2 separate regions of the Mus musculus genome follow, and region 1 is linked to region 2. The links are chromatin contacts, called in public HiChIP or PLAC-seq maps. All regions are on one chromosome and are shown on one strand. The core of a region is the stretch at or near the end of the contact, and the rest is flanking DNA. Distances in the headings are between cores, read along the strand shown.

Region 1 (6,677 bases), core at 648-3,147, 190 kb before region 2:
TGTATCAGGTTCCCGGGGGCTGGGAGACATAATGAGTAGGATCAAGTGCTTATCCTTCAGTCAGCTGACTCATCATCCTACAAAGACATCAATGGATAGAGAAGGACAGTCCACCGAGTCAGCTCGCGCTCTCTCCAAAGAATTTGGATTTGGAATCTGAGATGTCCCAGGAAATCCAGTGACTTCCTCCCTCCCTCCCTCTTTTCCTCCCTCCCTCTCTCCCTCCATATGTAATCCATAGTCTCTCTAGTTTTAGTTCAGACAATTGGTCTTGGTCTTCAAATACCACACAGAAAATTCCAGAAATAAAGCATTCGTCTTAATTTACATTCCGTTCTGAACAGTATGGAACAGTATGCCATCCACTGGCAAATATTATGCTGTTAGAAAACAAATCCTGGGGGCTGGAGAGATGGCTCAGTGGTTAAGAGCACTGATTGCTCTTCCGAAGGTCCTGAGTTCAAATCCCAGCAACCACATGGTGGTTCACAGCCATTTGTAATTGGATCTGATGCTCTCTTCTGGTGTATGTCTGAAGATAGCTGCAGTGTACTCATATAAATAATAAATAAATCTTAAGAAAAAAAAAGGAAAGAAAACAAATCCTGTGTCTAGCGTATCCACACGGTATATGCTACACACCAGGTAATCACTTAGGCACCATCTCAGTTAACAGAAGGGCTGTCCCAGTTCCACAGTGCTTGTGTTCCAGGAACCCTTATGAGAGTGGTGACCGGTATAGAAAGGCAAACTCACTTGCAAGACTTTCTCCTGAGAAGAACAGTGCATCTGTCTCTTCAATGGCATCTCCGACACCCAGCTGACTCCACTCCACCCTAGGCTTCCTCTCCATAGCTTTATGGACTGCCCGTGCAAGGGCTTCATGAGGGAAACCTGTCCCTGCCACACTGTCTGATTTTCCAGGCCCTTCTCTGGCACCTCGGTGCAAACCTGCACAACGTGGATGTGAGGGCCTGCCTCGTGGAGAGGGGCCAGCGGGGTTGTACTATCTGAGATGGGGTGTATGGCTGGTTTTGTGTGTCAACTGGACACAAGCTAGACTCATCCGAGAGAAAACAGCCTCAGGTGAGGAACCGCCTCCATGAGATCCAGCTGTAAGGCATTTCTCAGTTAGTGATCAATGTGGAGGGTCATAGCCCATTGTGGGGGTTGCCAGGCGGTTCTGGACTCTATAAGAAAGCAGGCTGAGCAAACCATGGGAAGCAAGGCCTACAATAGCACACTTCTGTGGCCTCTACATCAGCTCCTGCCGTCTGGTTCCAGCTATGATCTGCTAAGTGTATGCCAAGAAAACCCTTTCCTCCCCAACCTGCTTTTTGATCATCGTGCTTTGTCTCAGCAGCCGAAACCCTAAGACATGGGGACAGCCAGAAACTCAAGACGCACACACTGCCTATCCTGCAGATGTGGCCTCTGTTGGCCCAGCCTGGAGGTGGGAAGAGGCACCCCCTCTCCTCAACCTCCAAAGACCCATCTCCTTCTCTCACCTGCACACCCCCAGTAGCCCCTGGGACACCCCACAAACGCAATAGTGTTTCAGTTCACAGTCACATCAATGTTTACTCAGAATATGGGTCCCAGTCTGTGACACTTTTTTTGCCCTTTGCTTATGAGGTAGACCTAAGCAGAGTCCCCTCTCCACCTCTCTTCAGTCAACCCCCGCCCCCCCTCCACCCCCCCACCCCCTCCACCCCCCCACCCCCCCCACTCCCTACCCCCATCCCCACCCCTTCTAGCACTCAGGAGTCTCATTTGCATTTCCAGGACCAGCAGTTCACCCCTCCTCTCCCGTAGGGCAGATGCTCCCACCGACGACAGAGTAAGTCTGTTGTCTCAGTCATGGCCTGGAGTTCAGCAAGAGGTGAGGGGGCTCTGGCCTTGGAAGAGGCTCAGCAGCCCGCTGTCCGGGACCGGCTCCTTAATGATCTTCTGAATCTGTGGACAGAGGTCAACAAGTTGAGAAGCCCCACCTCTCTCGTCCTCCTGGCAGCCTCTCTCCCCAAGCCAATCGCTCTCCTAAACCGGTCTCCTGGAGGCTGGAGAGCCGGCTTAGCCGTTCAGAGCATTTTCCGTTCTTGCAGAGGACCTGGGTTCAGTTCCCACCTCCCACATGGCTGCCTGAAACGCTAACTCCAGTCACAAAGGATCCAGTGCCGTGTTCTGGACTCCTTGGGCACTGTACACATGATTTGCAAAACACATATACAGGCAAAGCATCCACATACATAAAGTAAAATAGAAACAGTTTTAGTGTATTCTGAGGCTAGACATGGAGGGGCATACCTTCAACGTAGAGCTTAGGAGGCAGAAGCAAGCAATAGCTCTGATGTTGAAGCCAGCCTGATCTACAATTAGAGTTTCAGACCAGCCATGGTTATATAGTAAGCCCTTGTCCTAAAAAGTGGGGGATCCCCTGGGAATGGCCTGAGGATAGGATTCAGTGTATAAGACATGTGTGCCAGTGTCAAGTTCTGATGCCCAGAACTCACATAAGCGCTGGCTGGGCAGGGCCTGCTGTAATTGCAGCCTCTAAATCCCAGAGCGAGCTGGCTCCTGAGAAGCTACCCACATCCTCAGGCTCCAGGGTTGACAGTCAGGCCTTACCTGTACGCATACGGCGGAGAGCGGTCAAGGAAGGTTCCAGACGTGAACCTCACGCCTCGTCACGCATACACATCTCACCACATACATGCAAATGTTCACATACACCCACTCTGCACACAGGCCCACAGAAATGGAAGTAAAGGAAAAATGGCGTTTTAATCTACTTCTTGAAGTACCTGCCTGGTTGAGCTAATTGCCGCCATCTTGGTCTGCTCTGTTGCCCTGGACCATTAGTGGTAGACAGATCTCTCTTGGGGTCTCTTCCTCTTCTTCATTAATCTTATCTTCCCCATCATTCCATTAGACCCTCAGCTCCTGCACAGGGCCAAACTGTGCCCATAAACTCTTGCCCCATTTACAACAACTCCCTCTTGGACAGGAGAAATCAAGCACATTAGCGACATTGGTTCATCTCCAGAAATCCAAAGTGTGTATGCCCACAGCCTCCACCCTGGCTGCTACACCACCTCCAGTAGGATCTGTGTGACAAGTTCCACGGGCTGAGGCGATTGACCTCAAAAGGGGGAGGCCTCCTAGAACCGGTCGTGGAACTCTTCGCTGGAGAAAAATTATTGAGCCGTAGTTCTCATGGCAACCTAGCTGTTTTGTTTTCTCTTATTCCTTTTCTTTTCTTTCCTTTTCTTTTTTTAGATGTATTTATTTATTTTATGTATATGAGTACACTGTAGCTGTCTTCAGACACACCAGAAGAGGGCATCAGATCCCATTACAGATGGTTGTGAGCCACCATGTGGTTTCTGGGAGTTGAACTCAGGACCTCTGGAAGAGCAGTCAGTGCTCTTAACTGCTGAGCCATTTCTCCAGCCATCTCTCCAGCCCCCTCTTATTCCTTTTCTTATTTACATGTTCCTGGTAGCCTAGGCCAGGATCTTAAGCGAGAATAATGGGTAAGAAACCATCCCTAGAGATGGGGCCACTAACATGACCTTATCCCCAGGGAAACCAACGCTTTACTTTCTAAGTCATTTACAAAACTATTATGATAAAAACTTTCCCAACAATAAAATTACATATGGCTACACGTGTGTCATCGGAGGTGGATTTTGGTATATGGTAAAGAAAGCCTGAATTAGAAAGAATTAAAATAGCTGAAATTTATACATTGAAGATTATAAAAAACCAGGCATTAGATGTTAAATAATAATTGATCATGGGGCTGGAGAGTTAGTTCAGTGGTTAAGAGCACTGACCATTAAAGATGTATTAACCTACTCCTGGAAATATGTCACTAGCCTTGGACGACAGCCCCCACTCAATACATCCTTTTAGAATTGTTATATTTTAATGATTTATAATGATTTTACCTGTTCTGTTTGTGATTCACTGAATACATAGTTTCAGAGTTGTAATGTTCAGTTTCAGAGTTGTAATGCTTGGATGATGTTTGTGCTTTACTGTGCCAAATGATTTTTGTTGGTATCTGTGATTGTCTCACTGGATATAGTTTCTAAGAGATGTAATGTTTGGTTTTTTTAATGTATAAAATCCCATGCTTGAGAGCTGCAGAATACACTCAGATTCAAACAGCCTCTGTGTTTGTTTCTGTTTGTCACCGCCAAATCCTTACCCACCTAGCTTCAAGGACCCTCATTCCAGGGACCCCCCATACCCGACTGGGGTGGTCCATGATACCTGGTGAAGGCCCACTACTGCTTTCAGGATGCCTGAAGGGGCCTTCCGGCTGGTCACACTGCTCCATTCTGTAGTACCTAATGTAACGCCTGCTGTTTCAGCCTGCCTGGCCCCTGGATGTTTTTCAGAAGCCTACAGAAGTTCTATTCCTCAGTAAGGCATAATAGTGCATATTTGTAATCCCAGTTTTCAGAAGGCTGAGGCAGGAGAATTGCCATGAGTTTGAGGCCAGCCTGAGCTACAGAGTAAGACTGTCTCAAAGAGAGAAAAACAAGCAAACAAACAAACAGCAAAAAAACAAAACAAAATAGAAAAAAAAATCAGAAAAGGCCAGGGCCAACAACATGGCTCAGCAAGCACGGACATTTGTCTTCAGGGAAGACCTGTGTTCTGTCCTGGGAACCCATGTGGGTGAAGGAGAGTACTGACTCCCTCAAGGGAGCTCGTGCACATGAACACACACACACACACACACACACACACAAAGACACACATGCAGACACACGTGCATGCAGGCATGCACACACATGCTACAGTGTGAATAAAATAAATTAAGAAACCACCCTGGGTGGTATTGGTGTGTTTGGGGTGGAGGGGGAAGGTGGATCTGAGCTGGAGACCAGCTTGATCTACAGAACCAGTTCCAGGACATCCAGAGACACCCTGTCTCAAAAGAACCAAACCAAACCAACAAAACAACAAGAAGCCAGCTGGGTGTAGTGGTGAGTGCCTGAAATCACCACGGAGGCAGAGACAGGAAGAGCAGAAGTTTAAACTCACCCTTGACTACACAGTGTGTCCAAGGCTAGCCTGGCACACAGGAGACCCTATTTCAAAAGGAGGGGTATTTCTTCTATTCACAGAAGCCCAAATGGCCCAGTACCTCCTTGAACTGGGGGTGGGAGGCATCCCTCACGAGCTGCAGAATGAGCGATTCGCTGGTGGCGAGGAAAGCTCCACTCTGTCTCATCCGGGCCAGTGCCACCAGCCGGTCAACCTGGCTGCAGGAGAGAGGGAAAGAGGGCGGGTGTGCACGCTGTGGTGCACCCGACGACACACATGGCAGGTGCCATCCCCACAGAGACCCTCTCACCTTCGAGAAGAACAGGCATCCACCACTACATGAACCTGCAGTCCCCGGTGAAGTAGGTCCAGAGCTGTGTTCTAAGGGGAGCACAAACAGGGCTCCCGTGAGGGATTGGGGAGTCCAAGTCAGAACGGGGTACTGGGAATGAGGATGAGGAAGGCTCAGCCAAGGCCCCAGAGCAGGAGGGAGGGCCAGGAGGTGAGGATGGGGCATCCAGGGGACAGGGAGGGAGGGTCTCACCAAGATGCAGGCTTGGGTCTCGATGCCACAGAGTAGCACAGACTGAAGCTGGGACCTGCCATCTAGCTCCTTCTGTAAGGCGGGCACCATACTGAAGCAGGTCTTACTCACTGGCCGAATGCCCTGAGCGCCCAGCTCAGGAACTGTGGGGCCCAGGCCTTCTGGGTACTGCTCTGTCAGCAAAATGGGGACATCTAGCAGCCGGGCCACCTACGTGGGAAAAGAGACAAAGGGCTGGGTCTCAGGGATTAGGGCTGGGGACTGGATTCCTGTGGTCCGAGGGGAGAGGGCTTGGGCTTGAGCCCCTGGGCCTTGAAAAGAAGAGGGTGCTACATACCTTAAGCATCCGAGCAGCCACTGACACGATCTGTGGGAAGTAGGCTATGCTAGGGCGAAACTTCTCCTGTAAGTCACATAGGAACAGGATGGAGGACTCTGGGAGGATCCGGCCCAGGCTAGCCCTGGCTGCTGCCATTTCCTAGGGCTGGACAGAGGGACAGTGGGCAGGGTCAGGTGAGGACTAGAGATTCAGAGAAGTCCTTAGTAAATGTGTGGTTTTGACACAGCATGACCATGTCAAGAGCCAAACCCTCAGAACAATGAACGCTGAAATGGGCAAAGCCTTCGTCAAATCTGAGCACGAATATTGACAATGTATGCAGGAAATGTCCACCAAAGCTTTCTCCCTACCCCTGATGTTTGTGGCCCGCAGACTGCCCTCTACAGAGACTGCTCCTACTAAGATCAGCTAGCCTGCCTCCTTGTTTATCCACATGTAGTAAGTCTGCCTCCCTGCTCAACTGTGTGGTGGTGTGAATGGGCTTGGCCTCCATAGATTCATGTGTTTGAATGCTTGGCCTATAGGGAGTGTCACAATTGGGAGATACGGCCCTGTTGGAGTAGGTGTGGCCTTATTAGAGGAAGTGTGTCACTGCGGTGGCTGGCTTGGAGGTCTCCTATACTCAAGCTAGTCTCCTCCTTGTTGCCTGTTTCCGGACAGAACCTCTGAAACTCTAAGACAGCTCCAATTAAAAGTTTGCCTTTACTAGAGTTGCCCATGGTCATGGTGTCT
Region 2 (5,984 bases), core at 1,772-4,271:
ACAGATCCCATGAGTCTCGGAAGTAAGTCTGGCCATGGATGGAGTGGCAGGGAGGCATAGCTTTGTGGTCCGATAGGGATGCCAGGACTCTCACCGACAGAAAGGCATGGACAATGTCCGCTTTGATGCTGCTGAGAGGTTTGTCCTTTAGCACGAGGAATATTTGTTCTTCTTTGTCCAAGGAGATGAAATTCCCGAACCAGGAGCGTTTTGCCAGCCTGGGTGGAATGGGATAGATAGGAAGAGGAGGGAGGGTCAGGAAGGGGTTAAAAGACAAGTCCCCTTGCTGCCCACTTAGTTTCTTCCCTTGTTGAACTCACTCAGGAGAGGATTCTGGTGTCAAACTGGACATCTCCTCGGCGGTAGGGACTAGTTAGAGAGAGAAGAGGGAGTAGTCAACACTTACTTATAATTTATCATCCAGCACCCTGTGGATTCAGTCATCTCCCAAATGGCTAACCCTAACTCGAGTAGTCAGTCCTGGCCCTTCTGGATAGACAGTGTGGCTAGACCACATTCCCCGGGTAGGCACAAGCTCCTACAGACCAATGAGTAGGCGAGAGTACACCGTGGCAGGACCTGTTCCCATCACCCTTCAGCCCCCAGACCTGCCTCTCTCCGAACGTCATCATCACCTTTAGAGTCTCGGGATTTGGGAATCAGGCTCTCTTTCCTACCTGAAGACCCGCCATGAAATTTTCCATATGACGTTTAGCCCCTCCTTCCCACATTAGAATCCAGCATTTGGCAAACCTAGCCCAGCATCTGCTGAGACCCTTACCCTGCATCTTGCGCCGGTGGAAGCGAGGGGAGCCCAGGAAGCTGTTGCGGATGGAGTTGAGCCGACTTCTCCAGGCGGCTCCCCCGACGCCACCGCCTGGGCTGGGAGGTGGCGTCGTTCCTGGGGTCCCCGTAGGGCTGGCTCGAGGCGTGTGCAGAGGTGAGTGCAAGGGGGTTCCGCCGGAGGAGCGCGGGGAGCCTGGTGGTCCAGGCAAGGGCGTGGAACGGGCACTGGGGGGTGGTGGCTGCTCTCCAGCGCCCCCACCTCTGGGGCCCCGAGAAGGCAGCGTCTGTGTTTTGGAAGTTGGGGAGCCTCCGCCTCTAGCCTCATCTCCAGCGCCTGGCTCCGGTGAGAAGGAAAAGACCGGACTCTGTAGAAAAGCAGGGCCTAGTGACAATTTGGACTACAACTTCCCGGAGGGAATTGTTATTTGGGATTAATTGTTACTTGCTCAGAATCGCTAGGGAGGACTGCAAGACATGCTGGGAATTGTAGTTCAATCAGCCCCACCCACCACTCTGGATTTAGGCACAAGTACTGTCTCCAATTTACACACTAAGGCTGCAACCCTAGCCTAAGCAGAAATTGGCACGCTGAAAGTACTCAAAGAACTTCTGATAAATAATTAAAACCCCCAAAACATACTACAAACCCAATCTTGAGTAGACAAAAATGGATGTCTTTGACACTTCTCAGGCAAGAATGCCTCATGAAATTGTATTTTCTGTTGATTTCTCTTAATTCTTTGAGGGTCTACTCTTACCCTTGGGCTGCTCAGAGGGCTGGAGGACAGACCAGTGGAGGCTCCACTGACGCTGCGGGATCTGTTTACAGGGTTAAAAAAATGATCTGAGAGAGTTTCAGAAGGTTCAGGTGTTTCTCCATTTCCATGTCCTCCCAGGCACGGGAGGTTGAGCAGGGTCTAGAACGATCTGCTCCCTCTACGCTCTGGGACTGAAGATTCTCCCAGAGGGTACAGCCTCTCCCTCACCTCTGACTGTGCTGGGCCATCTCCAAGGCCCGTCTGGTAGGCACTGGGGAGCCACCACTCCCAGCATCTGTGATACTGAGGACTTCCATGGACTTCCGCTCTGGCCTCCGTTTCCCGTGTCTGCTCAGCATGGGGGAATCCACACGCTTACGAGGTGGGTCTGAAGGGAGAGAGTTATTGACCCACCCAGTAGATTAGTTTGCCCAGGTATACACAGCATATACGTGACTGCCTTGTAAACGGATGGGGAAACCAAGGAGCATAGCAGAGCGAGGCTCTCATAAATGCCCAGCTGTCCACACACAGACTCCCAGGGCCGACAGCATCCTCCTCCCTCAGGAATCCTGGGATCTAAACCGCCCAATCTGCCTTCTTACCAACATCATTCCGAGGAGGCAGGTCCTGGTCTTCACAGCTAGGATACCGCTCTTTCCGATCCAAAAGCAAATAATAGATCATCTTTTCTTGGTTTTCCCTGAGACGGGAAGAAGGAGGTGGTTAAGGGAGGATTGAGGTCAGCGATCAGTGCCCAGGGCTGGAGAGATGGATAAAGGTGCTTGCTACTCAAGGTTGATAACCTGAGTTGTACCCCTGGGACCCACATGGTGGAAAGAGAGGACCAATCTCCTGCCAAGTTATCCTCTGGTCTATACACCCTCCTCTCATACATAATGAAAAACAAACAAAAACCCATGTAAGGTAAGGAAGTTTGTGTCTCAATGAGACCTCCCTCCCTCCCTTCGCTGCTGTGGATCTTTGAGCTCAGGCCACCTAACAGATCTGCCCCCATATCCAACGGTACAAGTCCAGACCTTCTTCCTTGGACCAAGGAATCCAGACCCCAGCCCTTCTCCTTTAAACTTTCGAGTTCAGACCTCACCCCTCCCACCACAGTCCCCCAAGTGAAAGCCCCTAGCCTTCCTCCCTCAGACACAGGTGTTCAGGTCTTATTTCTCTTTTTTGGACCCAAAATGCCATTTTTTCCCACAAGCCAACATAGTTGGCTTCCTATGTTCAGTGTTCGTCACAACTTAAGCACTTATTAAGTTCTACGTAATGAAGACACCATTCACGCCCATCTCAGCTTTAATGCTTTCTTTCTCTGAGCATTTCCAGATTATTCCCGTGCACCAGCACTAAAGTTTGTCAGATCCATAAAACTGGATGCGGCACGCCCCCTTCAGGCTTTCTAGGGAACTGCCACAACCCATTCAATGAAGTGGGGCGCCGGTGAAAAGGATTTTGGGAGCTCTTACTCCTCGCTTCGCAGTTCTCTGTGCAGCCGCTCGCGGTCTCTGAAGCAGCCCAGAGACGCCATGCTTTCCAGAACGTCAGGGTCCAGCTCGCCATTGGAAGGCAGGCTACGCATGGCTACTCTGCGGCCTGGGGCTGGCTCCAGGCAAGGGTCTGGTTCGTGTTTCCCGCCCCTGGAATAGTAGAGAAACGCTTATCTTCCTAGTGTTACGTCCTATGCCCAGACTCCTCATCCCAGGATCTGGAGAGTCTGGGTCCCCATCTTCCTCAGACTGAGGGTGTCCAGACCCTAGTTCTTCAAACTCTGACTCAAAGAGTCCGGAGCCCTCCTCCCTCTAGACTCCACACCCTCCCTTTCTTTAGCTTTGTCCTCCTCTGCCCATACTCTGAAGTTTGAGACGGTAGGTCCCTCCATCCCATCCCACCCATCAGGAATATGGCACCCCACCCTCCACCTTTCTATTCTGACCCGGGTGCCCTACCTCCTCCCGCAGGTACCCAACTGTTCAATTCCCTCCTACTCACAGATACCAAGGATGTTTCTGAATTTGCTCCAGCTGTGAAGGGGTGGGTCACAGAGAAGCAGAAATTAGGTCACATACAATAGCTAGCAAGCAGTAACATAAAATTGATTAGCATTGGCTCCGGGAGGTCACTGACCCATCCCGAAGCAGGGTGACATCATGTCTTCCCCTGGTGGCGGTCAAGCACCTGCAGATTGACCATTTTTAAACCCAGGTAGCAGTTTACTGCACGCCAAGTGCCAGCCTTTCAACCCCCGCCAATCCCTCAATGCGCCGCCCTCAAGGGTCCTTGGTCCAACTTGGGAATGATTCTAAGTTTTAGGTTTTGCTGGACCTTGGGCTTGTGGCTTAACCAGCAAACTCATCCAATGGCAGGCTTTACAGGCAGCCCTCCAGGAACTCTCTGGAACCACTTCACCTCTGCCAGCCCCTCGCTGCTTACACTGAGCCTTTTCTCGGGCTCCACTTCAATCATCCCTCTCAGGAGGCTCTGGCAGTCTGGAGGGATGAAGTGAGGCATGTGGAAGACCCCACGTTTCACCTTCTCCAGTAGCTGGCGCAGGTTGTCGTCATCGAAGGGCAGTGCCCCCTGTGCAAGACATCATCAAGAGCCTCAGGTCAGTGATTCTCAACCTGGCGTGGCAGCTCTTGGCGGGGGTGGGGGTGGGGGTGGTGGTGTTATAGACATGCACCACCAGGCCCAGTTCATGTAGTTTGGGGGATGGAACCAGAGGCTTCATGTGTCCTGGACAAGCAATCTACCAAGTGAGCTACATCGTTGTCTCTTTCCTTACGGCAGTGGTTCTCAAGCTGTGGGTCATGGCCCCTTTGACAGGTTAAATGACCCTCACACAGGGGTCGTCTAACACCATCAGAAAACACAGACATTTACACCACGGTTCGTAAGAGTAGTGAAATCACAGTTATGAAGTAGCAACCAAAACAACTTTATGGTCGGGAGTCACCACAACATGAGGAACGGAATAAAGGGCCACAGTGTCAGGAAGGTTTCGAGCCTTCCTTAGGTGGAGCTTAACACTGTCCAGGTGATGGGCTGGAGAGATGGCTCAGTGGTTAAGAGACTGCTCTTTAGAGAGGTCCTGAGTTCAATTCCCAGCAACCACATGGTCCATCTGTAATGGGACCCAACGCCCTCTTCTGGAGTGTCTGAAGATAACTACCGTGTACTCATATACATATAATAAATCTTTAAAAAAAAAAGATTGAGAGTTGGGTTGGATACTTACTGTCCACACCTATATAGGGCTGGAGATGTAGCTCAGCCAGTGGGGCGCTTGCCTAACTTCCAGGAAGCCCAGGGTCCCACCCCCAGCACCACTGGTGTCACAGGCCTACACCCCACACTCGGGAGGTGGAGGCCGGAGGCTCAGAAGTTCAAGGTCATTTTCGGTTACATATTGAGCTTTGAGGCCAGCCTGGGTGATGCGACACACTGCCACAAACAAAACTACATTAAAACAAAACAAAAATACATCAAAACTAAAATAAGCCTCTCTCTAAACTCTTCGTGCACACCTTCAATCTCAGCACTCGGGAGGCAGAGGCAGGTTGACCTTTATGAGTTTGAGGCCAGCCTGGTCTACAGAGCAAGTTCTAGGACAGCCAAGGTTACCAGTGAGACCCTGTCTCAAACAAACAAACTATAAAGAGGGCCTGGTGCAGCAGTGCACGCCTTTAATCCTAGAACTTGGTTAGACATGGCAGGCAACCTCTGTTGGCTGGAGGCCAGCCTGGTCTACAAACAAAGGCCCTGTCTGAAACAAACACCAAACAAAAACAAACAAAGGAAGAAAGAGAGAGAGACAGAGACAGAGACAGAGAGACAGAGAGCGAAAAAAGGAAAGAAGGAAAGAAAGAGAGAAACTGGCTGGGGCTGTGGTTCAGTTGGCAGTAGAGCGCTTTTCTACTAAGCACATGCAGCAAGCTGTGCAGAATTCTCAGCACTGCAGATACGGGACGTGGACCTGAGTCCTGGAACCCTAGCCCTGGGAGGGAGGCAGGAGAAGCAAGGAGATCAGATGCTCATCTCCAGTTACATAATGAGGTCAAGGCCAGCCTGGGACATATGAGAACCTGTCTCAAATAGGCCCGTGACATGACATGTAACCCAGGCATGTGCCGCCAAGCCTCTGTACCAGAGCTGATCCCTGGGACCCACGTGGTGTGGTGAAGGGAAGGATTGCCGCCTGCTAGCTGTCCTCTGACCTCAAGCATGCCTTGAATACGCTTGCCAGCACACCCCCTCCATGAATACGTAAATAAACATAACAAAGGGAATAAGAGAATAAAAGGAGAAACGGGGGTCGGGTGGGGAATACAGGTGGAATGGGCTGATGTAATGTTCAGGATTGGGACAGAGTAAGAAGGGGGTCTGGTCTGACATAAGGAATTAGAGGAGGGCTCTTGGGAGAGA

The links. HiChIP or PLAC-seq counts read pairs in DNA pulled down with a chosen protein or histone mark.
Region 1: a contact with region 2 is called in an H3K27ac HiChIP or PLAC-seq map of embryonic stem cells, with 10 read pairs. The contact joins two enhancer-like sites. A contact is called at or near these places in 4 of 39 promoter capture datasets (the C10 cell line, cranial neural crest, embryonic stem cells and 1 more), 8 of 484 Hi-C or Micro-C datasets (Th1 cells, bone marrow-derived macrophages, embryonic stem cells and 2 more), 7 of 115 datasets of contacts at active chromatin or transcription factors (embryonic hindbrain and embryonic stem cells) and 3 of 9 other capture datasets (adipose tissue, liver and pancreatic islet).

The regions. Positions count from the first base shown.
Region 1 is chr7:4,890,596-4,897,272 of GRCm38.p6, reverse strand. Isoc2a (isochorismatase domain containing 2a) reads right to left here. Exons shown (of 6, transcript NM_001101598.1): 2 at 5,943-6,089; 3 at 5,606-5,815; 4 at 5,372-5,442; 5 at 5,162-5,279; 6 at 1,556-1,956. The coding sequence starts at 6,080. The coding sequence ends at 1,873. Gm36210 (predicted gene, 36210) reads left to right here. Exons shown (of 2, transcript NM_001370858.1): 2 at 1-327. Among named protein-coding and RNA genes, the nearest start is that of Gm36210, 14 kb to the left of the region's middle. Within about 2 kb of position 1,897, at least 5 of the 459 cell types and tissues checked have an H3K27ac peak or open chromatin away from gene starts, as enhancers often do. A contact at or near this core is called in embryonic stem cells, where this site is marked.
Region 2 is chr7:4,702,283-4,708,266 of GRCm38.p6, reverse strand. Brsk1 (BR serine/threonine kinase 1) reads right to left here. Exons shown (of 19, transcript NM_001003920.3): 8 at 3,993-4,139; 9 at 3,552-3,583; 10 at 3,029-3,199; 11 at 2,150-2,247; 12 at 1,773-1,932; 13 at 1,545-1,605; 14 at 782-1,151; 15 at 321-369; 16 at 95-218. It also overlaps a transcript of Tmem150b not described here. Among named protein-coding and RNA genes, the nearest start is that of Brsk1, 14 kb to the right of the region's middle. Within about 2 kb of position 3,021, at least 10 of the 459 cell types and tissues checked have an H3K27ac peak or open chromatin away from gene starts, as enhancers often do. A contact at or near this core is called in embryonic stem cells, where this site is marked.